Regions from separate parts of the Sus scrofa genome. Here region 1 is linked to region 2. A link is a contact called in public Hi-C data. All regions are on one chromosome and are shown on one strand. Each heading gives the region's core, a stretch centred on a gene start, on an enhancer-like site or on the middle of the called end of the contact. The rest is flanking DNA. Distances are from core to core; before and after follow the strand shown.

What was found. A called contact is a pair of places that touch in the nucleus more often than the background predicts.
Region 1: a contact with region 2 is called in a Hi-C map of heart right ventricle, with 4 times the contacts expected there. The contact joins two enhancer-like sites. A contact is called at or near these places in 5 of 47 Hi-C or Micro-C datasets (embryonic fibroblasts, epiblast stem cells, fetal heart ventricle and 1 more).

Annotation. Positions count from the first base shown.
Region 1 is chr14:16,144,291-16,149,141 of Sscrofa11.1, reverse strand. LOC102163133 (a long non-coding RNA gene) reads left to right here. Exons shown (of 5, transcript XR_002338586.1): 5 at 1-82. Among named protein-coding and RNA genes, the nearest start is that of CEP44, 250 kb to the right of the region's middle. Within about 2 kb of position 3,176, at least 10 of the 83 cell types and tissues checked have an H3K27ac peak or open chromatin away from gene starts, as enhancers often do.
Region 2 is chr14:16,049,281-16,053,951 of Sscrofa11.1, reverse strand. No RefSeq gene overlaps it. Among named protein-coding and RNA genes, the nearest start is that of CEP44, 150 kb to the right of the region's middle. Within about 2 kb of position 1,456, at least 2 of the 83 cell types and tissues checked have an H3K27ac peak or open chromatin away from gene starts, as enhancers often do.

The DNA.
Region 1 (4,851 bases), core at 1,927-4,426, 93 kb before region 2:
TTTGTTAACTGGTTTAGAACCGTCCTTTTCTATTTTGTGTTTTAGTCTCTATCCCAAAGTTGTACTGAATCCCAAAGGTGCCTTGAATGTTAGATTTTTATTTTATTAGACATAATATTTTATTTATTAGACATAATATTTATTTAGACATAAAATAGCCATAGTAATAGGAATTAAGAACTTCTGTCTGTAACTCGAATATTTCTACATATTATATTAAATCTTTATAAAAACCCTATGAGGTAGATACTTTTAGAGACAGGTAGGATGTGATTATAGTTGACTTTAACAATTAAAATAATAACAAAATATAATTTGATCATTTAAAATACTTCAAATTTTTAAGATTATTTTATCTTTAAAAATTTTATTGGAGTATAGTTGACTTATAATGCTGTATTAGTTTCAAGTGTAGAGCAAAGTGAATCACTTATAAATATACCCATTCTTTTTCCTCATGTAGGTGATTGCAAACTATTGAGTAGATTTCCCGCGGCTATCCAGTAAATTCTTATTAATTTCTATTTCATAAAGTATGTATGTGAAAATACTTCAATTTTGACATTAAAACCCAATTAACAAAAAAATTGTGTGCAGATAAAATGAATCTATTTTTCTGAGATGAGTATTTACTTACACAGATGACTCCTTCCCTTTTCTTCCACAATGGGTTATTTCCTCAAGTTCAACTGACAAAGAATGTCCAAATACATTTAAAATGTAAAAAGCAATAGCCTTCATATTTCCTCCTTTACACTCTGATAAAGATGCAGTTCATGGCAAAGGTCACTCATTCAAATCTCATTGTTCCAGTTTTCTTTCCTAAATTAGAAAAAAAAAACAAAACATGACTTTTCCCCCTGTATATTAACTACACTGCACCCCATAAAAACAAGTTTTTAATCTAATTTTTATAATTTATAAGAGTGACAAACTTAGAAAAAGAAGCAAATCATGAATAGAATGACAGCGTTTGGAATGATCAAGGAAATAATCCAGATTGTTGCTAATTTAGTTTCAGAAGATGATAATAATGCTTTTTTATCTCAAACTTGGCTCAGGCCTTTGGAAAAAATATTTCCCCAGGAAATTTGAACCCAGCTGAAGCAATTGATTTTTACTGGCTATATCCAGGATGCTCCTTTCTCAATTTTGGGTACTCCCGTGGTTGCTTGGTCACATGCATACTAATGGTTATTCAGAATTGAATCGACAACATTGATGGAGTTAATATCTCTGCTGGCCTTTCACAAAATGCCCTTATTACTCCAGAAGATGGACAAGAACCAGTAGAGACAACCCAGTTTCCTAGCTACCGTAATTTACACAATCAAAAACAGTGCTTGAGTAGCCACTGTTCCTTAAGACACCATGGAGAGGGCACACATTTCAAAAAGAACATGGTACAAGTCTCCCAGGAATAGAATTCATCATATTCTAAAAACAAAAAACAAAAAAACAACAAAAAACAAGAAAAGTCTTTAAAAAATGTCATCTCCAGCCTTTTATTATTTTATGGGCTAATCTGAACACATAAAACTTGTTATTTCTACAAAATTCTCAACAATGATGGCTATAATGAAATTCTTGACAGTATTACTCTTAACACAAACCACAGATAACTTCAAATTGATTGAAATAAAAACGAAAAAGCCTTCTGGATGATAAAAAATAATGTAGTGGCTTTTTGCAAAACTTCCACTTTGATAACTTTATACTGATTATGGAAGTTTTAGTATCACCGTGACTTTCATTAAGTTTTATAATGGTAGCTAAGATAAGTACAGCTAAAAAATGTCCAGAGTGTTCTTGGGTTTAAAGGGTCACTTCCTTAATAGATTGGGGCTGTGTCAAATCTACTTTAAAATGAGATAGCACATATAAAAATACTTCAAAAAGTTAAAAGCACTATATAAATGCAGGACCTTTCATAGATCGAGGCCCTGTTTTGGAAGCACTTAACCATAATTACAAATGCTGATAAATGAAAAAAATAGGACACCAAAAATGCTTTCATTGCCTTTTTCCCCAGTGCAAGTGCACGCACCGAAGAGGAGAAATCTGTTTCATGAGTTAACTTGGCAAAACCATTTAAATACCAAACATGAAACAAGTATTCAAATCTCATTGAATGCTCCCTCCTTCTTTTAGCCTTGTATGAATGTAAGTTTGTTATAATAATAGTTTTAATTATAGTAGTCTAATGAGTATAATTATAAACACGATTTGTCTTTCCAAAATGATTCACTCTTCCAAAGCGATAAGCTATAATGCTAATAAACTTCTCCTAACTTGTTATTCTCCTCAAAAGGTAGGGATGGTTTTGTTTCCTTCCTCACTTTTATAGGAAAAATAATGTACAAACCTTTACTCTCGGGGTAGCATTAAGAATCAACTTCATCCCCCCAAAATTGCTGCGTCCTTGGGCTGTGCCCTTTAAGCTGTGAGGAAGCCCTAGCTCCCTCTACTGGCTGAATCATTATCACCGTTTCTAAGTTGCGTTGACCCAAGACTGACTGACATTCCTCCCCAGAAACTGAGGTGAAAACCGAGAGCTTTGCCTGCCGTGTGCTGGCCTTTCAGAAGCAGCCGTGAGCCAAACAAACCTGGGAAGTTTCTCACCATCTTTAAAAGAAAAAGAAAAAAGCGATTACCATGAATAAAGAGCCCTCAGTGGAAGAAAGAAATTACTTTTCCTAAAAAAAGAAAAAAAAAAAAAAAAAAGGTACCAAGGCGCCTTTTGAAGATGAAAGTACAGATGGGCAGTGCTCTGTATGTACCATATGACTTCCCTCGGGATAAATAGAGATGAAGCAATTCGTGAAATACAGTCACCTAAACTCTCGTGGCTGCTCATGGATGGATATTAAAAAATCCAGTATTTATCTTCCTGATCAACGGCTCATTAGGGCACTCCTACGTGTCGTCAGTGAGGGCAGCCCTGGAGTGGAGGTATTTTAAGTGGCGTGACACATTTTCTTTAGGTTCAGAGGGTTAAACAGGTAAGTGGTTTCACATGTAGGTCTTTCCTAAAACATGAGGACAAAAATGATGAGCTAGCCACTTTTTTAGAGGTGGAGGAAAAAAAATGGGTTAGAATACACAGTCTCTGGAGACACAGGCCCCCAGTAAGTGGAACCTTGTGACGGTGGAGGCGGAGCCAGGCAGCAGCTGGGTTCTGTCACCCTGACTGGGGCGGCCTTGTTAGTGTAGCGTGACCCCCAGAGGGCTCCCACAGATAATACCGGCACCTCTCCCCACTCTAATCTCCCACCCGTCTGAGCAATTCAACAGGAGATAGGGGCATTAAGGCCATATTATTCCAAACAACATTTAGCTGAATGGTAGCTGAAGATTGTGACAGCCAAAGACAAATTCTCCCGGTCAAATGCTTTCCTTCCCAGAAAAGTTTCCTGTTTTAGGATTTTTAAGGCACAAAAAGGTCATTAAAATGAAACCAAAAAGGAAATCCCACACCACCCTTTGCTGAACCTGGGAAGACTTTTCAATCTCAGACAGAATTTGGGGAGCTTCCTCTGCTACTAGGGGCTATAATAAATTCACCAAATATTCAGACTAAGTCAGTCCTTCATATATGTGCTGATTTTGTTGACATTGTTGCGTATCTCCAGATATGGGCACATAGCCGGTTTTTACAATACATCGCCGAATATCCGGTGGCCAGTAGCTGTTTTTGCTGGAATGGGACAGGGTTATAACAAATCTTGGGTCAAAACTCTGAAGCCAGCGACAAAGTACTGCTTCGTTAACAACTTCCCCTGCGTTTAGACCTTATCGAATGTGTTTTCCCACAGCCCCAGTGAGCAAAAGGAAAAACGTTCTTCAATTCTTAGAGCTGATCTTCAGGGCTACGACTCGACTCTGACATTCTTCCCTATTTCAAAGCGGGAATCTAAGCAAATAGATATTTAATGTACATGAGGAGAATTAAGAGTATCCCCTGTGGTTCCTTTTTCTATTTCTATTGTTTTTCCTTTCAAAATATCAGCACCAGGATTATACTGTGATGTTCTAATAATCCAATTTGGGTTTGAAATTCTGGCAATGAGACTTATGGGAAAAAAAAAAAAATCGGCTATCTCTCCGGTAATCTGCAATGCCTGGTGTTCTCAAATAAGATCAGACAGTGATGGGAGATGATGCTTTCCTGTGACAGGGAGCTGTGTTTTGGGAAAGGCTGATTATTCTTTTCATTTTGTCTGCACCCAGCATGACCTGGCTTATATGCAAATATTTGACTGGAGGCAATAGCCAGGGTCTCTCACACTCCCGAGTTTCACCATAGTTATTAATAATGGATAATGCTAATCATTTAAAAAAATCTCCTTTCCAAAAAATGTGTGCTTTGCACACTTCACAGGAGGTTATCATATCAATAGGAGCTGTTTTCTGTATCATTCTTTTAAACATTCTTTTAACAGACTTTTTAATGATAAGGATGAGCTTTACTCTATTGAACAGCATATTACATAGCTTTGAAATTCATACTTCAGTTGAGAAAAATATATTTCCTGTATGTCAACTCAAATAGATTCATTTTGTGTTGTTTTCTGAGTCAAAGAAAGTAAGCTCATTCTGTGTGTGTGTGTGGGGGGGGTATTGGTGAGTCGTGAAGATGGCTAGTCACTCTTGTACACCATAGTAATTCATTTGTTGAATCTGCCCATAAGTCTTAATAGATTATGAAAACATGAATCTATTCTCATTAGAACGATTTCACCAGTTTATTAAGAGTTATATCTTTGGGTCACAAAAACAAAGGGAAAATTTATTAATGATAAACATGCTCACTGTTTCAACCTAATGTGAAGCATGTCACTTTACAACTGG
Region 2 (4,671 bases), core at 207-2,706:
AAACAAAATATATACCTACACTTGGGGAAATTCTGTACTGGAGACTACTAGTAGTTGCATTTTCATAAGAAAGTGTGGAGCTCTCGAACAAAACCTGCATGTGCTCCATACCTCTGACACATGTGGAGACTGACAGGTGTAAAGGAATCCACCAAGCTCCTGGTCAGTGCGAGAGAACGACCTGGGCAGTGGAATGGTGTTACAGTTCCATTCTCTCTGCCTCCAGGCATCTCTGCTGAGCTATCATTAATGCAGTAGAATATATAGAAGATTTAGAAAAACATCTAATTCTATGTAGTTCCACCAGACACAGTGACTAAAAAGTGGGGAAGAGAAAGAAGTGAGGATTAACGCCATTGGACCAACACTAGAAGAAGCCACAATTTTAAAGCCATCAATGTTGATCTTTTGATTTTCTCTCTTTGGTTATATCCTCACACCTTTCCAAATCCTCCTCATGTGAGTCTTTGATGGATGTTAAGTAAACTTTCATGATTGGGGAAACTCAAGTTTATCTCTGCCCTATTAGTGGTTACCTGACTTGGAATTACTCCTGTTACATTCATTCAAAGACAATTTCTGGACTCCACCCCCCACCCCCACCCCCCATCGCTTCTTCCTTTTTCTTCCCCACTTTCTGGCCACAGAGGCAGCATATGGAAGTTCCTGGGCCAGGAAATGAATCAGAGCCAGAGCTGCCACCTATGCTGTAGCTGCTGCAAAGGTGGATCCTTAACCCACTGCACCACATTGGGAACTCCACCCCTTCTTCCTTTATAGGATAATCCAAGGCCCAAGCTCAAGTTACTTCTACATGTAACCTAGTTATTATCTCCCATCCATTAAGGACTCCTTTGTCCTGACTACTATCTGTAGCACACACATTTGAAATAATTATATTTAATTTCTCAATTTGTTATTCGTTTTCTAGGATTGTTCATAGATTATTTCAGGTGTATCGATGGCTTCATGATAAACTCCTTGAGGACCCAAATGATATATATTATGGTATTTTTGTCTCACCAAAAGCACAAGTGAAAATTAACATAAACGTAGAAAACCTGAAGGAACAAGATTCAGTACGTTCTTGCTCACTGCACATACTTATGTTTTGTAAGGTCATTCTCTTGCTGTGTTGCCTAATTTCTAATGAACTTAGCAGTGGAAATTATTGTCCAAAAAAGAAAAGAGATCAAACTGGTCAATGGCAGAAGAGGGGTCTTTAGATGAGCATTTCCTGTGGTGCTCCTTGGAATCCCTTCCTGTATTACTCACTTTGCTTGAGATTGTCTAGAAAAAGAACAAAAAGGAAAATAAAAATGACATTGAAATTTAGGACATTTGGAAAAGAATGGGACACTACTTTGAGGAGATAAAAGGGGCAAAGACATGCTGGCATTTTGAAGGCCATTTTCCGTGAGTTTGTCAAATGCCAACTATGCTAATTTAGCATATTGAACCAGTGATTTGGTTTGTCCTGTTCTGGATTTCTATAACATGAGGAAATTATGACTTTAGTGAATGCCTAAAAATTGCAAAGCGCAACCAATCGCGTTTCTTATTCACTGAAAAACACTAAATGAACATAACATGGTTTTGTCCTATTCACGATATTGAAATGGATATTAGGTAGAATAATTTTATACCTCACCTTTTATTCTTTTAATCAGAACCGAATCTTTCCAAATTATCTTACAAGTCATAAAATTACCTCTTATAGAGTGATGTTCCATGTTGAGCTTGTTTGTCAAAAATCTCCTTTGAATTACCAGTCCTAGTCATGAGCCCAAAATATTTATAATTAAGATCTCTGTGGTAAGACGAATCCATTAATGTTCTTATTTATGCTACCCGTAACTGACAGAATTTAAGGAAACTGACAAACATTACCTCAATAATTCTCTTTGCTCAATTTCTATGTAGAAATGATTGAGGTTTCATTCCATTTACAGAGAAGTGCCATATTTAGAGACATTTAGCAAGACATTCCAAAGCTATAAATAAAATTCCAGCTTAATTCCAAATGCAGTTCTGTACCTCAGTAAGTAGAACCATAGAAAATAACTGGCTGGCTGCCCAAAATTAAGGAGTGGGCTAGAAAGTCTTTCTCAAATCCCAGTTAGTGAAATGAGAAAATTGAAATGAATGCTCCCCAGGATGTGGGGAAATCTGCATTATCCGTAGACCAGCTATAATCATTCCAGTTCCCAAGTTAATATTTATAATTAAAATAGATAACTGTGAAAAAGCCTTGGATTTCGTGTCTAAATGCTTTCTGGCAGTGAGGAGAGAGTCCTGCAAAAGAATTACCCTGACCTGCACTTCCCACAGCCCAGAATTAGAGTGAAAAGTGTTAATGTCCCTTACAATTTTTCTTTCTCAATAGCAACATGTTAAAGTCCCAAGATTTCTCATTATATTATTACAATTTTTAAAAATTGCTGGCTAATCCAATTCTGATCTGAAAAACCTTTCTCTAATTAGTTTCTTTGCAAAATTGGACACAGACAGATTGTAATCCTTCATTTACTGATTTTATTTTAATGCTATTACTCAGCATATGTTGGCTACATTAAACCATTACAGTAAAAATTAAAATGAAAGTCATATGATTTACCCCCCTTTAAAAGTGCTGGACCAGTCTAATAAAAGTTGAGTGCCAAATACCAGATGTCTGATTTAAAAGAAATTCTGAACAAAAAGGAAAAACCCTCCCATTATTCTCTTAAGATATTTGGTTGAGATTAATACCATCCAAGGAAAAATAACGTTTATATATTAATATAGCTGCATGGGTATATTCAACTGAAGGAAAAAGATGCCAGGGATAAAAAATGAAATATGAATATGGATCTTGATTTTTTTAGACCTTCATCTGCATAAATAAATTTGTACTGCTTTTATACACTGTCATTAAGCCAACTTGATATTTTAAAAAGAAAATGAGGAGGTTGTTTCCATTTAAAATAGAGAAGATCAAAATAGGAATATAAGGTATAATCAAGAAAGATATTTCTAATCAAGTTTTGCTCACCACTTTTCCTTCAAACTTTAGTTCCTCCTTGTTGTTTAATGATCAGCATCATTTATGACCAAAATCCATTATCTGGGAAACTAAATTGATGTTCTCAGGTCTATAGAAAATTTTTTTTTCAAAAGGAGAGCCCAATAAAAGCAGCTGTCTTTTCAGTTTTCACTTTAACTCAACTGCCCCGTATTCACCACTCCCCAAACACAGTTATTTCCCCCAACTCCAGCTCTTTGCCCACATTATTTTTTTCTTCCAAGAATAGCTTCCCTCTTTCCAACTGTTAAGATCTATGCCTCAAAGCTGATCTCACAGAGCATTCTTTTCACACTTGGCTTTTTTTCCGAGTATTGCTCCCTTCCACGGCTGTGACTGCAATACTGTTAGGGTAGTCACCAGCTAGCTGGTCCCCAAACACACTTGCCTTTCCTCCTGAATACAGCAGGGTTACGTTCCCCAGCCTCCTCCTAGGTGAGGGAGGGCCATGGAGTCACGGGATGGAGAGCAGCCCAATGGACTGCCAGCAGCAGTCCTGACATCCTTCTGTGTGATGGGCTACTCTCTCCTTCTGCTGGCCGGATTTGATTTGGGGATCATCATCCCGCTGGATTCCTGAAGATTCCGTGGCATTGAGCCCACTCTCCTTCCCATCCCCCACCCTCTGTTGCTGACTGAAATTTCCCTAGCAAGAAATTAACTTCTATTTTGCTTGTCCGCTGAGATTTCTGGATTTCTCAGTAGCTGGTGTCATCACAACTGACACAACCAAAATTATGGTGTCTCCATTACTGAATACCCATAATACTTTGTATTGTTCTTGTCACTGTCTGTATTTTCCTTGTATCTTTATGACACTAGTCTTGCCTTTCTCCTAAAACCACCTTTCCTTTTCAGCTTTTATTCTTGCAGTACTAAACACAGACCAGTACAAGGTACATCCTGAATAAATTGCTCTGTACACATCAATCCAAGTTTATTAGACTATTCCAAACTAAGAGAGTCTCTTGGTTCACTCATTCATTCTTTCATTCATTTGTGTATTCTAAATATCTTGTATCCCAGGAGTTCCCATTGTGGCTTAGTGGGTTAAGCACCCAACATAGTGTCCGAGAGAATGTGAGTTCGATCCCTGGTCTTGCTCGGTGGGATAAGGATCTGGTGTTGCCATAGCTGCGGCATAAGTCACAGATGTGGCTCAGATCTGGTGTTGCTGTAGCTGTGGTATTGACTGGAAACTTCAGCTTCAATTCAACCCCTAGCTTGGAAACTTCTAGATGCTGCAGGTGTAGCCCTAAAAAAAGAGCAAAAAAGAGGAAAAAGGTAAATATCTTGTATCTCTACCTGTGGTGGTGCAGTAGACTTCTTTGGGGTATCTGCCCCAGTTCCCTTGATTTTTTCTTTCGCAAGGACCCTCCCTGTCCATAAGGGGTGGACCTCCAGCAGCCATAACCATACCACAGGAACTGGGGGCCAACTGACCAGAGGTTATTAGGCCAGTCAAGCTGGGCCAACTAGGATTCTGTACCCAAGAAGGAAATAGTCAGTTAATCCTTTATCATAACTAGAATTGTATCCTTGGGAACAGAGGGCTGATCTCTAACATTACATTGGTCCAAGAAACCCAAAAAAGCTAGTCTATGGGT